2 separate regions of the Rattus norvegicus genome follow, and region 1 is linked to region 2. Evidence: chromatin contacts called from public Hi-C data. All regions are on one chromosome and are shown on one strand. The core of a region is the stretch at or near the end of the contact, and the rest is flanking DNA. Distances in the headings are between cores, read along the strand shown.

What was found. A called contact is a pair of places that touch in the nucleus more often than the background predicts.
Region 1: a contact with region 2 is called in a Hi-C map of kidney, with 3 times the contacts expected there. The contact joins the promoter of Eps8l3 here to the promoter of Ahcyl1 in region 2. A contact is called at or near these places in 2 of 12 Hi-C or Micro-C datasets (hepatocytes and kidney).

Annotation. Positions count from the first base shown.
Region 1 is chr2:198,199,236-198,205,857 of GRCr8, forward strand. Eps8l3 (EPS8 like 3) reads left to right here and starts at 3,627. Exons shown (of 19, transcript NM_001106463.1): 1 at 3,627-3,764; 2 at 5,606-5,660; 3 at 5,800-5,864. The coding sequence starts at 5,630.
Region 2 is chr2:198,011,228-198,017,877 of GRCr8, forward strand. Ahcyl1 (adenosylhomocysteinase-like 1) reads right to left here and starts at 4,884. Exons shown (of 16, transcript NM_001108561.1): 1 at 4,771-4,884. It overlaps LOC120100914 (a long non-coding RNA gene), which reads left to right and starts at 5,569. Exons shown (of 3, transcript XR_005501202.2): 1 at 5,569-5,704.

The DNA of each region.
Region 1 (6,622 bases), core at 2,377-4,876, 190 kb after region 2:
TTTGCCTGGCTGATCTTTTCTGACTCTCACCCACTGCTTTGTTTCATGAGACCCAGCTCCTTCTTCCCAAGGTTCTGAGGTCGTGTACCCCAACTTCTTCCCAACCTTCATACCCTCACACTACAATCCGTACCCCTCCCACATTGTCCTCCCTTGCTTTTCAGGAACCTGGTTATTATCATTGTGTGAATTTGTCTCTTCTACCTCGGAGATGTAAGCTCCCGGGGAAGGGACCTTCATCTCTCTGGTCCACTCCTTTGTTTGCTCAGAGAACTGTTCCCCCCACCTACCCACCGCATTCCAATAAAGAGCTTCTTCCTCCACAGCCCTTGGAGTTTGACACCTCAACAGAGCCCATTCTGGCACTTCTAAGGGATCCAGGCCTTCTTCCTGGGTAAAGATGGCTCTGAGGGCTCCTTGGTCCCTTCATTTTGAGACCTATGTGCATGCTGAAGTCCCCATCGGTAGCCTTTTTGTATAATGAACAGCCACAAATGGCAAAGCCTTCCAGGCTACAGCAGAAGTCACTTCTGTAAAAATCTCAAGAGTCTTCTACTAATAAGTGATGAAGAAATACACATACCCTATTATCTGCTGCTGCATGTGCACACACACACACACACACACACACACACACTCACACATACATACACCACATACACACACATACACACACATGCACACACATACATACACACACATACACACACATACACACACATACACATACATACACCACATACACACATACATACACCACATACACACACATACATACACATACATACTCACACACATACACACACATGCACACACATACATACACACACACACAAACACATGAACACACACATGCACATAGACACACACACACATACACACACACTAGGAGGGGGAGTAAGTTTGGGATATGGTCACACCCAGCTTCTCACCATGCGTTTCACCTCTCCACCCCAAATTATTGTTATAACTTCTACCTGACATCCCCTTCCCTCTTCTTTTCTTCGCTGGAATCCTTTCTGGCCTCAAAGGTTGACACCATCAATTGCCCCTCAGAGTGTCTTTCTGATGCACTCAAACAGACAGAACATAGCCATTTGTGCCTTCCACAGCACCATGCAATGTTTGTTTACGACTCATTCTCATCTCGGTCGTCATAGAGACTCAGAGATGGGGCCACAGACCTCAGTGTGATGCAGGCACTCACAGAATGACACACGTAGCAGGTATCTGGAGCCAAAGGCCAGAATCATCACATCCCTAGGCAGAGAGAAGGAGGTTTCTCAGAAGGCAAGAGTCACCTGAAGACTGTTTCCAATCGGTATCCTAGGCAGAGACAGCACCCAGTCAGGTGCAGAGGCATGACTCAAATAGGATTACAAAATGTCCTCCAAGTGCAGGGTAAAGTCCAAGTAGCATCAGGTGGTGGGAGATAAGGCGTATTTACAGCAGGAACCTGGACTTCAAGGAGGGACTCAAGGGGAGCTGAAGTGGTTTTGGTTCAAAAATGAATAATCAAATCCCCACTCAAGGAAGATCTTTATCCATCCACAGCCAAGGAGGCAGGATTAATAAGAACGAGGGTGGAGGCAAGGTGACAAGTTATTGGACTGTTGTAGTCAGAGGCAGACAATCTGACAGTCTGAAGGAGATGACCACAGAGTGGGAGAGGAGGGATGGTCTGCGTACTGAGGAGGAGCCCACACATGGGGCGGTGGGGCTGGCTGATGTAAGGGCTGAAGGGGGACTAATGAATGACTCCAGTTCCCCCGTGGGACACCCACAGGTGGGACCATGGCAGAAGGGCATGAGATATTTAGAGGGAGGTGATGAGCTGTATTTTGAAGTGACTGTGACTCACAAGTGTGTGTTCTAGCGCCTGGCACGGTGCCTGGCAGGAAGCTGCGGGGCAAACTAATGGATGAACAACGAGAGTTCCCCCAGTCTCTGTAGCCTCACTTCCAGGAAGATTCTCTCTGAGTTCTATTTCCTTCCCACCCAAGCCCCAGCTCCTCATTCACAGCCAGGATTGCTTGGGACTCAGAACTGTCTTCCCAAAGAAGCTCCCTTCCCCATCCCTAGAAGTGAGTGGCCTGGCCTCTCTGTGCTTCCTAATGCCCTGCTCTAGTCAACTTCCAAGCGCCTGGCACCAAAAAGCTCCAGTCCCACAACTCTAAGGACACCCAAAGGATCATGGAGTTCACGATATTGAGAGTTCCTGCTGGTACTCATCCTAGTCCAAAGATGTCGGCTAGGTCTCTATTGTGGGTTGAGTCTCTGCCCAACTCTGTTTCCAGGTAACCTGTGGAAATCCTTGCTCTGTTTACGTTGACTTGAGAGACAGGGTCTGGTCTGAGTTGGGAAGAATGAGGTCCTGGCTGGTCACCCAAGCCAAGCCTGAGAATGAAATATGACTATGGCCTTGATGAGGGAAGGCAATAAAGAGTAGGTCATTCAAACCTGGAAGCGGTACATGTGGCTAAGACCCCAACCAAGAGAAGGCCCAGGGAGGTCTAGAGGGCTAGTTCACATAGGATCATGGCGTGGTGCTGATCCAACAGGCAGTTTGACCTCTAGGCCCCAGAAATTGGCTGCCCAATGGACTTCCCTGGGGGCTCATACCAATTCAGGTCCTTCCTAGGTCCCTGGACTCTAAGGCCATCAGAACAATGCTGCATGAATGTTGGGAGCAGGACATCATCTCTCAGTGGGTCCTGAGGAAGCCAAGGACAGAATCCTGACTGTAGGCGAGTTATATGATCCGCATGAGTCTTCTCCACACATCCTAACCCCAACAGGGCCTGAGGCTCTGTCCCAAGAGGCCTAGCTCCCACATGAGCATCCCTGCCCATCCCCCCTTCCTTCTACTTCTGCCTCATTCCTTTCATGTCTGTTTATGTCTGACTTCCTACTCCCAGCTATGAGTTTCCAGAAGGTAAGAAGTCTGGCCTGCTCCAGGCACTATAGGAGGTTTTTAAACAATGCAACTTGCAGGTACTAGGCGGGTTCTTGAATATCGAAGGGAGGCCTTGGTTTGAAGGTATCTATCTATTTAGGGTAGGGCAAGGTGAGGAAGAAAGAGTAAAGAACAAGTGTGGCCAGGGTAGAGAGGGGACAGAAGGTGGACATGACCAGGACGAAAGAACCCTCATTGTCATGCCCAAGTGACCCTAGCTCAACTCCTCTGACAGGCCATGTTCTATTCACAGGCAAGACTTGGGCACACACCACACCCATGAGTGCAGCACATTAGCATAAAACACACGTACCAACCCAAAGCTTTGCTTGGGCCTCTGGTCCATCAGTAGCCTGTCCCTAACTCAGAAACTAGGCTCACGAGACCACATATTCCTTTTCTTGTTTGTGGCCCCAGTGCCTGATGCTAATCCAGGGGCCCCAGAGGAGATATGTAAAAGGTAGGGAGATGAGGGGCCACACCCGAGGCCAGAGGCCAACAAGGAGGAAGCTGGGGAACAGGGGTCTCTGGTGAGGCTCTGGCACCTGTCAGCATACTTACTTAGGTCCACTACAGTGCTGTGCGGTTGGTGGCCTGAAAGGCCTCCCCGCCCTCTAGAGTCCAAAGACCACAGGTGTGGCTTCCTCAAAGCCTGCTTCCTGGCTCTCAGGCCACCTGATCACCAGTAGGTCTCTGCCTGCGGCGCTGGCAGAGAAGCCAAAACAGAACTCCCTCGGACAACACTGGACCACTGGCTCAAGCATCGGCTTCCTTGGGAGACCAGACACCAGACTGCACTGGGAATCAGGTAAGAGCCTATCTCCAGCGAATAGCAAGGATTGGAGATCCTGGGGCCAGCATGGACACCGCTGTGGCTTCCTATGGTTGGGACATCTTGTGGTATCTTCTTAGATTCAGGAGCAAGGATTAGCCTCGGGAACTTAGACACCTGCTGGAGACCAGGAAAGGCAAGGAGCTCTAGAAGGCTTCCTCCAAGGTCAGCCTTATAAATATTCCTTCCTTGCTCTATACATACCTATGTATACAAGGGAGAGCAAAGGCCAATGCCTGACCTTAAAAAGGCCCAGGCAGGTCAAACAGCCCCCAGCCCTGGAGTGTAGTTTCTTTAGCAGTAGCTGTTATCTCTACCAGCCAACAGGAGCCCCTGGTGACCTATAGGGACCATCCTGATGTGGAAGACTGGGACAGGGCTAATCTGAAAAGGGCTCCTTTTTCTTCCATTTAGAAGCAGGAATTGAATGCCACAGCCTAGAGGGTGACGGAAGGTAGAGGAAAGGAACAGGATTCTAGCACCCTTTGCTCTTCTAGGAAAGGGGCTCTCCCTGATAGGGGAACAGAGATCAGCTGCTTGTCTGTGTTGCCATGACGCTCACTTGGAGAATAATTTTTTCACCTGTGAGTCACCTTACCCGCTCTCTATCATTTTCATAACAGTCCCCATATATGGGCGTGGGTGCTCCCTTACACTTTGGTCAGGATATTCCAGGGTTACAAAGAACCCAAGTGTGCCAAGCCGATCGATACATGAAGACGCACAAAACTGTGTTAAAGGCACATGGATAACACATTCTCTTGACACACACACACACACACCCAGCACATACAACTGCATGACATTTAATTCCACTCCATCTCAAAAGATGTGTGTTCTAGTGCGGCCCTCCTCTATGACCCACTACCTAGTAACAGGGACACATTTGTAAGCCACATAGTTCCGGTTCATTTCCCTACTAAACAATCAGTGTGACCCTAGGCCTGTTGTCCTCTTTGAGTGGCAGAGTCCTCATCTGAGAAGTGGGGATAACAGCTTCAGGTCTGGGGTTCTTTTGAGTACTTGCTGGGTCACTGAGGCAAATCCCTTAAAGCTACGCTCACCACTTGGTGCTGGAGAATTACCAGTTGTCAGGACTGCTGTGACCACTACTGTTGTTAGGGGGGAACGGGCAGCGCTGACAATGGCATCTGGGAACACTCTGGGCAGGCTGTGGTTATACCAGGCAGTTGGCTGTGAGCTGGATTTAGGGAGTTCAGGTGGGGAGGGTCTCTGGGAGAGCATCTGGGAGCACCAAAAGGAAAAGAGGCAGGAGTGGTGGTCAGACATCAGATGAGTGTAGGTCCCTAGCAAGTTCCACAGAGCACCTCCCACCGCAAGTCTGTCTATCTTCTATCTCTAATCTAACACACACACACACACACACACACACACACACACACACACACACACACACACACCAGGCAGGGTCATTAGCTGGGAGCTTCCTCCCTATTTGCAGAATTAAAACAGGGCTTGCTACTGTAACTGAGGCCTCTGCCCTCCCAACAGAAGCAACTCATTCATGGTCTCTTTCACATCTACTCCCAGAGTAAGATCTGAGCCCAGATTCAAATAATGGGAAGCCATCCATGTAGTGCCCCCTGCCCCAGGCAGGCCCCTCCTCCCCTGATCCATGGTCTCCAAACCTAACAAGATGAGGACTTCTGGAGCAGGACATCAGATGGCTAGATTGGTCCCCTGGAGTCAAGGGCTTTAGTTCTGGTCACAGAGTCCCCAGGTCAGAGCAACAGCAGCCAAGCCTTGTACTCCTGTTCCTTAGTCCGATGACTGTCTCTGGTTTATTGTGATTCTAGGAAGCTGTCCTCAGCAGTGTCGACATGTCCCGGCCCAGCAGCAGAGCCATCTACTGTAAGCTTCATTCCTTTCCTTCCCTGCTCAGTCCCACTCTGGGCCAAGCTCTCCAAACCCCATCTTCTCCACTATCCCTGCAATTGTCCAAGCCTCACCTCCCTTCTGCTGCCCACTGCCCTTGACTTTGTACCCACAGTGCACCGGAAGGAATACTCCCAGAGCTTGGCCTCAGAACCTACCCTCCTGCAGCACAGGGTGGAGGTGAGTACCGCTGGGGCCAACAGTTTCTGAGTAGAGCTAGCATTCCTGTGTGCCCACTGCCTTACCAAAACATAGAAGCCTGACCCTGACACAGCAGCTCGACCTGACTGAACTCTGTGGAGTCAGTCACCTATCTTGAGGCCTAAGGGTCTGCCGAGCCAAGGGGAGTATAGGATAGTTCCAGGCAGGTCCAGCTAGAGGTTGTGGGAATGGGTGCTGGGTCCCTAGACAGAAGTGACAGAGTAAATAGTCAAGAGCCACAGAAAGCTATCTTTTTGATCTCCCTTGTTTCCCAGCCCATCTCCTGCACTTTGTTCAGGATTACACAGGGCTGCTGGGGAAAAGGTATGAGGGTTGCAGCTATAAGGGCCAATGTCATAGAGGGGAGAGTTATCCTGCACTCCCAGACCGGGTCGAGCCACTGGAATGGAGTCTTTGGCCCCACCCAAGTGGACAGCTGGCACTTGGTGATCTGGTCATTTTAATTGGCTTTAAAATGACAAGGATGTGGTCAGAAGAACTTTTTCAACTAGGACATGGTAGGGGTCACAGTGCATGGGAGTAGGGGATGGACAGAACCCACCCCAGCCTCTGGTGTTAAGAGACAAGTAAGAAACTCACAGTACAATAGAGAAGGGGCTCCCCAGCCACTATTTAGCTTCTCTGTAGAGTAGGGCTGAGAACTGGCTTCATTGAGACCCATCAGGTGAGAGCAAGAGGAGGTGGGCTCAGGGCAACAGGCTATTGGGCTCTGCTGA
Region 2 (6,650 bases), core at 3,634-6,133:
GTTGGGCGTCAAATTCAGCTTTCGGTTCAGCTGAATGGACACCCAGCATTATACAGTATGAAAGCTGGGAAATTTGCTCAGCATTGCTAGCAAGGCTGTTAATATTGTCAGGGCCCTACCATACATTCCAAATCCAGCTGTTCAACTTTTCATTATTTCTCAAACTTGCAACTCCCTGGGGACAAAGTTTCTTAAATCCAAGATACCAGTTTCAACCTTGAGCAGAGGGTCCCTAGTGCTTAAAATGTTTGCTCCAATGGTGAGAATTTCAAATTGCCTCCTTTATTACATGTAAGGATGGCGCTAGGCTGACTGCTTTATGTTTCTATGCTACTAAGCTAATAAATGAGGCGGCCATGGAGTGTGTATTCTTCCCTTCCCTTCCCTTCCCTTCCCTCCCCTTCCCTTCCCTTCCCCTGCCTACATTAGAAAGAGATGTACTAAATGAGTGGAAACTCTCATTACGCTCTCTCCTGCAGTCCCTTAGTTACTGCCTTATCCATTATAAGGGAGGTATAAGTTCATAACAGTTCTGGCAATAAAAAAGGAAAGCAAGTCAGTCACCACATGAGTCCAACTTATTTTCTCCTGGGGACAATCACTTCCCAGTATTTGACTTAATAAACATTCATTAACAGTACTGTGTGTCAGACTCTATTTGTGTGAAGCATGGTCCTTGACTTCAATAAGCTCTATCTAGAGAAATCAAATGATAAGGTTCATATTTTATCAGTTCAGTATTAAAAAGTTTGAAAAGTACAGTTTCCTATGAAGAAAAGTGAGCAGAGACACTTACCCAGTGTTGGTGAAAATCTGGTTTCTGTGTATAAAAGTTTCTGAGTAATACTCTCAAGGCAATAATGAGTCCCAAAGAGGAGGGTAACAATACCACCAGCCCCAGCTTTATTCCACACCACAAACACAAAGTGCAAGCTAGAAACAAACATTTTTTTTTTTAAAGCAGATTCTAGATCTGTAAAGAAGAGAGATACTAGGCTTAGGAGGCTGTCTACTTAAAGCAAGGTTTTAAAGTCAGGATCTATGAATGGGTTTCAGGCAGCCCTATTAAACCCTCTAGAAGTAAATATGCATTTTTGTGCTCCTCTGAATTTTTCTAAGGACAGAAACAATTGTTTCATGAAATTCTTCAAAGATTGAGGCTCAAAAGATTATGCATTATGCATAGTCTAATGCAGCAACTAAAAGGCAATTCCTCAGACAGGCCAAAGTGAGACGATTCTAATTCTCTGCCTTCTACACGTGCTCTGTATGTAGTCACCTCTTCTAGACTTAGAAACACAGACGAAGGTTTACATTTTAAAAATTTAAAATAAACTTCTACATCTTCAAGATAACATTAACAATCTGATTAAATAGCAACTAAGCAGTAAAAGGCTAAATGTTAATATGCCACTCAGCAGAGTCCTGTGTCCTTCCTTCTGAGATGGCAGAAACTCAGAGAAAGAGTAATATTGTGAAAGAAATTCTGAAAGAAAGAGATATTTAGAGAAACCTAACCATCAAAGGAGATTTCATCAATAAATTAGACATGGGGGTTTATTTATGGAAAACCAACAATCTGACACACTGTCAGTCTCTGAAGCTCCAAAGACAGTTACTGTCTGCACTACAACAATGTAGCAGATTTGTTTTGAGTAACTGCCAACATTTAACAGTGTTCTCCTTCAGTTGTGGTACACTTCTCCTTACTACTAAAGGAGTGCTTCTCACTTCAGGCTTTCCTGACAAACATACTTCCTGAAAGCACTTATAAGTTGTGAATAAGCTTTATCATGTAAGTTATAGCACAGCAATCAATGTGGTCCCATGAAAACTGCCTCCATAATTCTCAGTCAAGAAAAAATGTCTTCCATTATTTCTCATGTCTACTATGGGACAAGACTACTATCTTTTCATGTTCTCTAGGTGTGAGGATGTTTATGGAATTGCTTATGATAACCTGTATCACTAATGATCTTAGCCTTCAAGGTTAACAACATTTTTTCATTATTTCTTAAGTTTTATCTTCCCAGTATATGGCATTTATGACCCCCTACAAGTCACAACAAATGCTCACTGAAAAGAGGGGACAGGGCCAGCAAGATGCTCAGCAGGTAAAGACAGTTGCTGCAAGCCTGACAATCTGTGTTTGATCGCCTGGACCCACAAGACAGAAGGAAAGAATAGACTCATGTAAATTATCCTGACTCCTCCATGCACACATATCCTCCCTCCATAAGTTAATGTACTAAAAATTTTAAGGAGGGAATAAAATATACTTTAAAACAATTGCTGTTGGGGTTGGGGATTTAGCTCAGTGGTAGAGCGCTTGCCTAGCAAGTGCAAGGCCCTGGGTTCGGTCCCCAACTCTAAGAAAAAGAAAAAGAAAAAAAAAAAAAAACCCAACCCCCCCCCCCAAAAATCCAATTGCTGTTGCTATCTTAACTTTCAAATGTCTTTCAAGTTCCAAAAAACAGACATTAATTAGGCAAATGCAGAAACTGAGGCACATGAGTTATTCACTTAAGGGGATACTGATTAATAGTAGTTGGCTTCTTGACTGACAAATATTCAAGTCTTGAATCAAACTAGCAAGCCCTGTAATACCCTTAGCACTGGAGTAGCCATCCAAGAATACAAAATTGGGCATCATTATAGTTGGGAGAATAAGAAATGCTTTTGCTCGATGGGCATATACTGTACCTCAAACAAAGCAAACAATAATTAAAACCTGGCAAGAAAAGCATACTAGAATCTGACCCGATTGAGAAGCATTAAAGTCACCTATGACCCTAGGAATATCCTGAGTTCCAGAGGGGCCCCAGGAATGGGAATGATCCAAAGATTACCCAGTTTAGAGTCAAACTGGGATCCTTTTGGATGAAGACTGCGCCATTTTAAAGAGACCCTTTTCTCACACTATTCAGTACCAAGCCAAGTTCTCCTGCACCCTCCTCACCTTTTCCATACTTTATCACATTACACATGGAAGAGGTTCAAAGTGACCGAAGTCATAACGTCTAGGAGCTGAAATTCTGAGAGGGAATAAAAAACCAAAACCAGTTACCCAGAATTTACTACATGACCTTGACTAGTCCTCAACTGGCCCATTAACTAAATAAATGCCTCCTATCACCATCATTAAGGGAAGGTAATTAGTCATCGTAATGCATTTTAATACAAGTACAATGTACGTACCACACAACAAAACTCAAAGAACAAGATTAATAACATGAGGACACATATACTAGCAAATGGAAATTTACAACAGGGTCTTCCCACACTCCTGGCAGAGACTTGCTTATTTTAGCTAATGGAAAATGAGTCTCTAAAGTCATTAGCACTTGGCTTCACAATAATACTCATTTGTGATATTCCTCTCAGAAAGAAGAAAAGAAAAAGAGATATTTACTGGTGTTGGCATTTAGCATCTCAGCTACTGGTTATCTAGATTGGCAATTAACAATTAAGTACTATATGCTTAAGTACTATATGCAAGGTACAGAACTAGGCCCCATATGTACACTGGTAAATGAGAGTCCTTGCCTCTATGAGTTTACAATGTATAATACAGATTTTGGCTTATCAATATTGACTTGCAAGAATATAGTTACACTGAAAGAAAAAAAGGAACAATAAAAATGACCAATACTCTCTGGAGTAGTTAGACAAAAGGTGGGCTTATGGTAAGAGATAAATAAGAGTCAGGGGGATTCAGCTATCAGGGTTTCCAATTCTTTCCCTTAAGTCATCCAAGGTACTGCACGAAAGTATTTTGCTTGTAAGAACTCTAACTTTGTATTCAAATAGTGCAGACTGCAAAAGGTCACTTCTCCAACAAAGCAGTCAGGAGAATGAGAGCACTAAAAATGAGGTCAACTGGATCCCTTAGGATCAAGGGATCTTCTATAAACCCTTTAAAGGTGTTCTTGGTAACAATCTCAATTGTGTGAGAAAGCAGAGCTAAAACACAGTGATGACTTCTTTTTCTGAGACCAATTAGTTTCCTGGAGGAAAATAAAGTTCTCTCAGGCACTGAGAGCAGCCTAACTAGTTCAGGTGCAGGAACCTTGGGGATTAACTATCTCTGCAAACCTTGCTCTGCTGAATTTATATCATCCCTGAACCCCACAAATACCATAGGTAGGATGAGCTTTGAAATGACTTTAAACAAGAGGGAAATATTTCAGAAAGGTCACCTCTTGCTGTTGGTAGACTGCTAATTGGGTACCAGGCTAGAGGAAGGTCAGAGAATGTTTGACAGAAAGCACTGGGGATCCCAATCCCACCACTGAGAGAGCTGGTTAGACTCAGTCCTCCTTGGATCACCTTTTCCAAGAGCAGTACAAGGATGTCCTTTGAGCTCAACCCTCAGCACAATAGGCTGAACTTGTTCTGCTTCAGTAAGTGCAGTAAAGAATGAGCAATCATTTCTTACCACCCACCTCTCCAACCCACCCAAGCTTCTTTCTGGAGGGATGTCTAAGTGATCTATTCACATGACTGGGATCAGCCCGCATCCATGTCAGTGTCTACTGTCACCAACCTCTAAATTTTCCTTTCTCTCATACTTCCTAACAAGTGGAAGACTGAAAGGAGAGTATCATTTTGCCCTTCAATCTCTTGTTGCTTTTAGAACCTTCAGCTGCACAAACCAGTTCATATAGTTCTTTCCTCTTGCCTCTAAGCTATCACGCAGTTGTTGGTGAAACAGCCAATTCTTCCCCAAGAGATGCCTTGAAAAAGCGCTGCCTGATTTCCCCCACTCACCTGAGGGGAAATTTCCTGCACACCCTCATCCCCTGGACAGGTCAGATGAGTCGTTCACCCCCTCCCAATCTCGTCTTCAAGGCCCTCCTCCATCCAGGAAAAGTCTGTCGCGAATTTAAGGCCTGGCCCTGTCGGGCTTCAGAAAGATCCAGGAGGACTCCGGCCGAGGGACAAAGAAAAGCGAGGTCAGAGCGGCCTCTTTGGCTCTAGATAGGCCCATCGCCGCTCACCGGCCACCCCCTTTATCGTGTCAATGGTCCTGAGCACCCCAAACCTTAGCCCGAAGTCCCGAACTACCCGAGTCCGGGCCCGGGGCTTGCTCGCGCCCCTTCCGCGAGGGCCCTCGCCGCCACCCAGAGCCCCCGCACCTTCTTGGGAGCCTTGGTGACCGTGGCCATGAAGGAGTACTTCTCGGCGTCCTCGATCTCCTTGGCCTGTTTCAGCTCCTCCCCGACACCGGGCAGCGGCATCGCGTCAGGCATCGACATCCCCCGGCCGGCCCGGCCCGCGGCTAACCCGCCGCCCCCGCCTCTTCCCCTCACGGGCGCCCGCCCGTCCGCGCGGCGCCCTGGGCCACGCGCTCGCCCGCCTTCCCGCCAGGCCCCGCGCCGAGCTCCTTGGGCTTCCGAAGGGCTGTGACCCGCGCGCCTTGTCGGCTTCTCAACCCAAGCCTGCCGGACAGCGACGGCGGCCACAGAAGAACCAGAAGCAACAGCACGCAGCTCCGACCTGCCCGCGCAGCCACCTCCGCCACACGCAAGCACGCACGCAAAGTAAGGGTAGAGGGCGGAGACGCCACGTCAAGTACTGGCAGCACCAAGGAGGGTGGGGAAAGAGGCGGGGAGAAATGGCGCGCTCTAGTGACGTCATCACGCTAGACCGGGCCGCAGGAACCGCCCCTCCTTTCCTGCTCCGGGATGATTAGCTTCCAAGGGTGAGTAGTTGTACCTTGTCTGCCGCCAGGTGGTGCCATCAGCCCTGTTGAGCCCTGTGTGGTTCCTATAAAGATGCCACAAGACTGAGGGTCTTGGGACTGCCAATTCCCCAGGAGACCTCGGAATGCGGAGGTGAAAGGGCGTCGGGAATCGGGAAGATGGCATATCAAAAGCAATACTTGGGAGCATAAGCCAGAATTCTATCGGACGCATTTTCCGGCCCTCCATGGGAAAATTCAGTGTTGGAGACCTACTCACTACTCACTGGCGGCCCACACACACCCTGGGCCCTTTGGACCAGAAGCCTATTTCCAGGGGACAGTGTTTGCTTTTTGACTTCACAGGGGGCAGAACAAGCTGAGAGTAGTCTGGTTTCTACACAACCCTTTATGACCTCCATCACCATCTCCTCCTGGGCCTTGTCTGTTTACAAGACCTTCTAAGGGCTGCAGTGCTGATGTGAAGAGGTCATTAAGATAAGGTTGATGGGTGGATCAGAGGGCAGAGAACAGGGCAGATTGAGAAAAAGCCACAGCCAAATCTGTTCTCTTGCTCCACGCACTCTCTAGGCAGTAGTCTTTCCCTGCCAGCTCCACTTGCAGTGAGTGTGCAAGTGCAGGGCATTCAGTTTGGACTAGCACAGTCTCTGGGTTCTACTGTGTACAGTCTCCCGTTAAAGGCCCTGGGATGATAGAGGTGTATGTGGCATATTTATGTTTCCAAGAACTCATCCATTTGAGAAGGGAAAGCCTGTTTGTAAGCTGGGGTCAACTGAGGTATCTTATCCTTTGAAAGCCATTCAGATGACATTGGCTCCAATTCCTATGTCCTGTGGAAAGTACAATGCTGTCCCCAGGATTTCTGTGAATTACTGAGGGGACTTAGGTTTTCATGGTCACCTTTGGCCCTAGTCTGCTGCCTCATCCGAAATTTTATTCACTATTC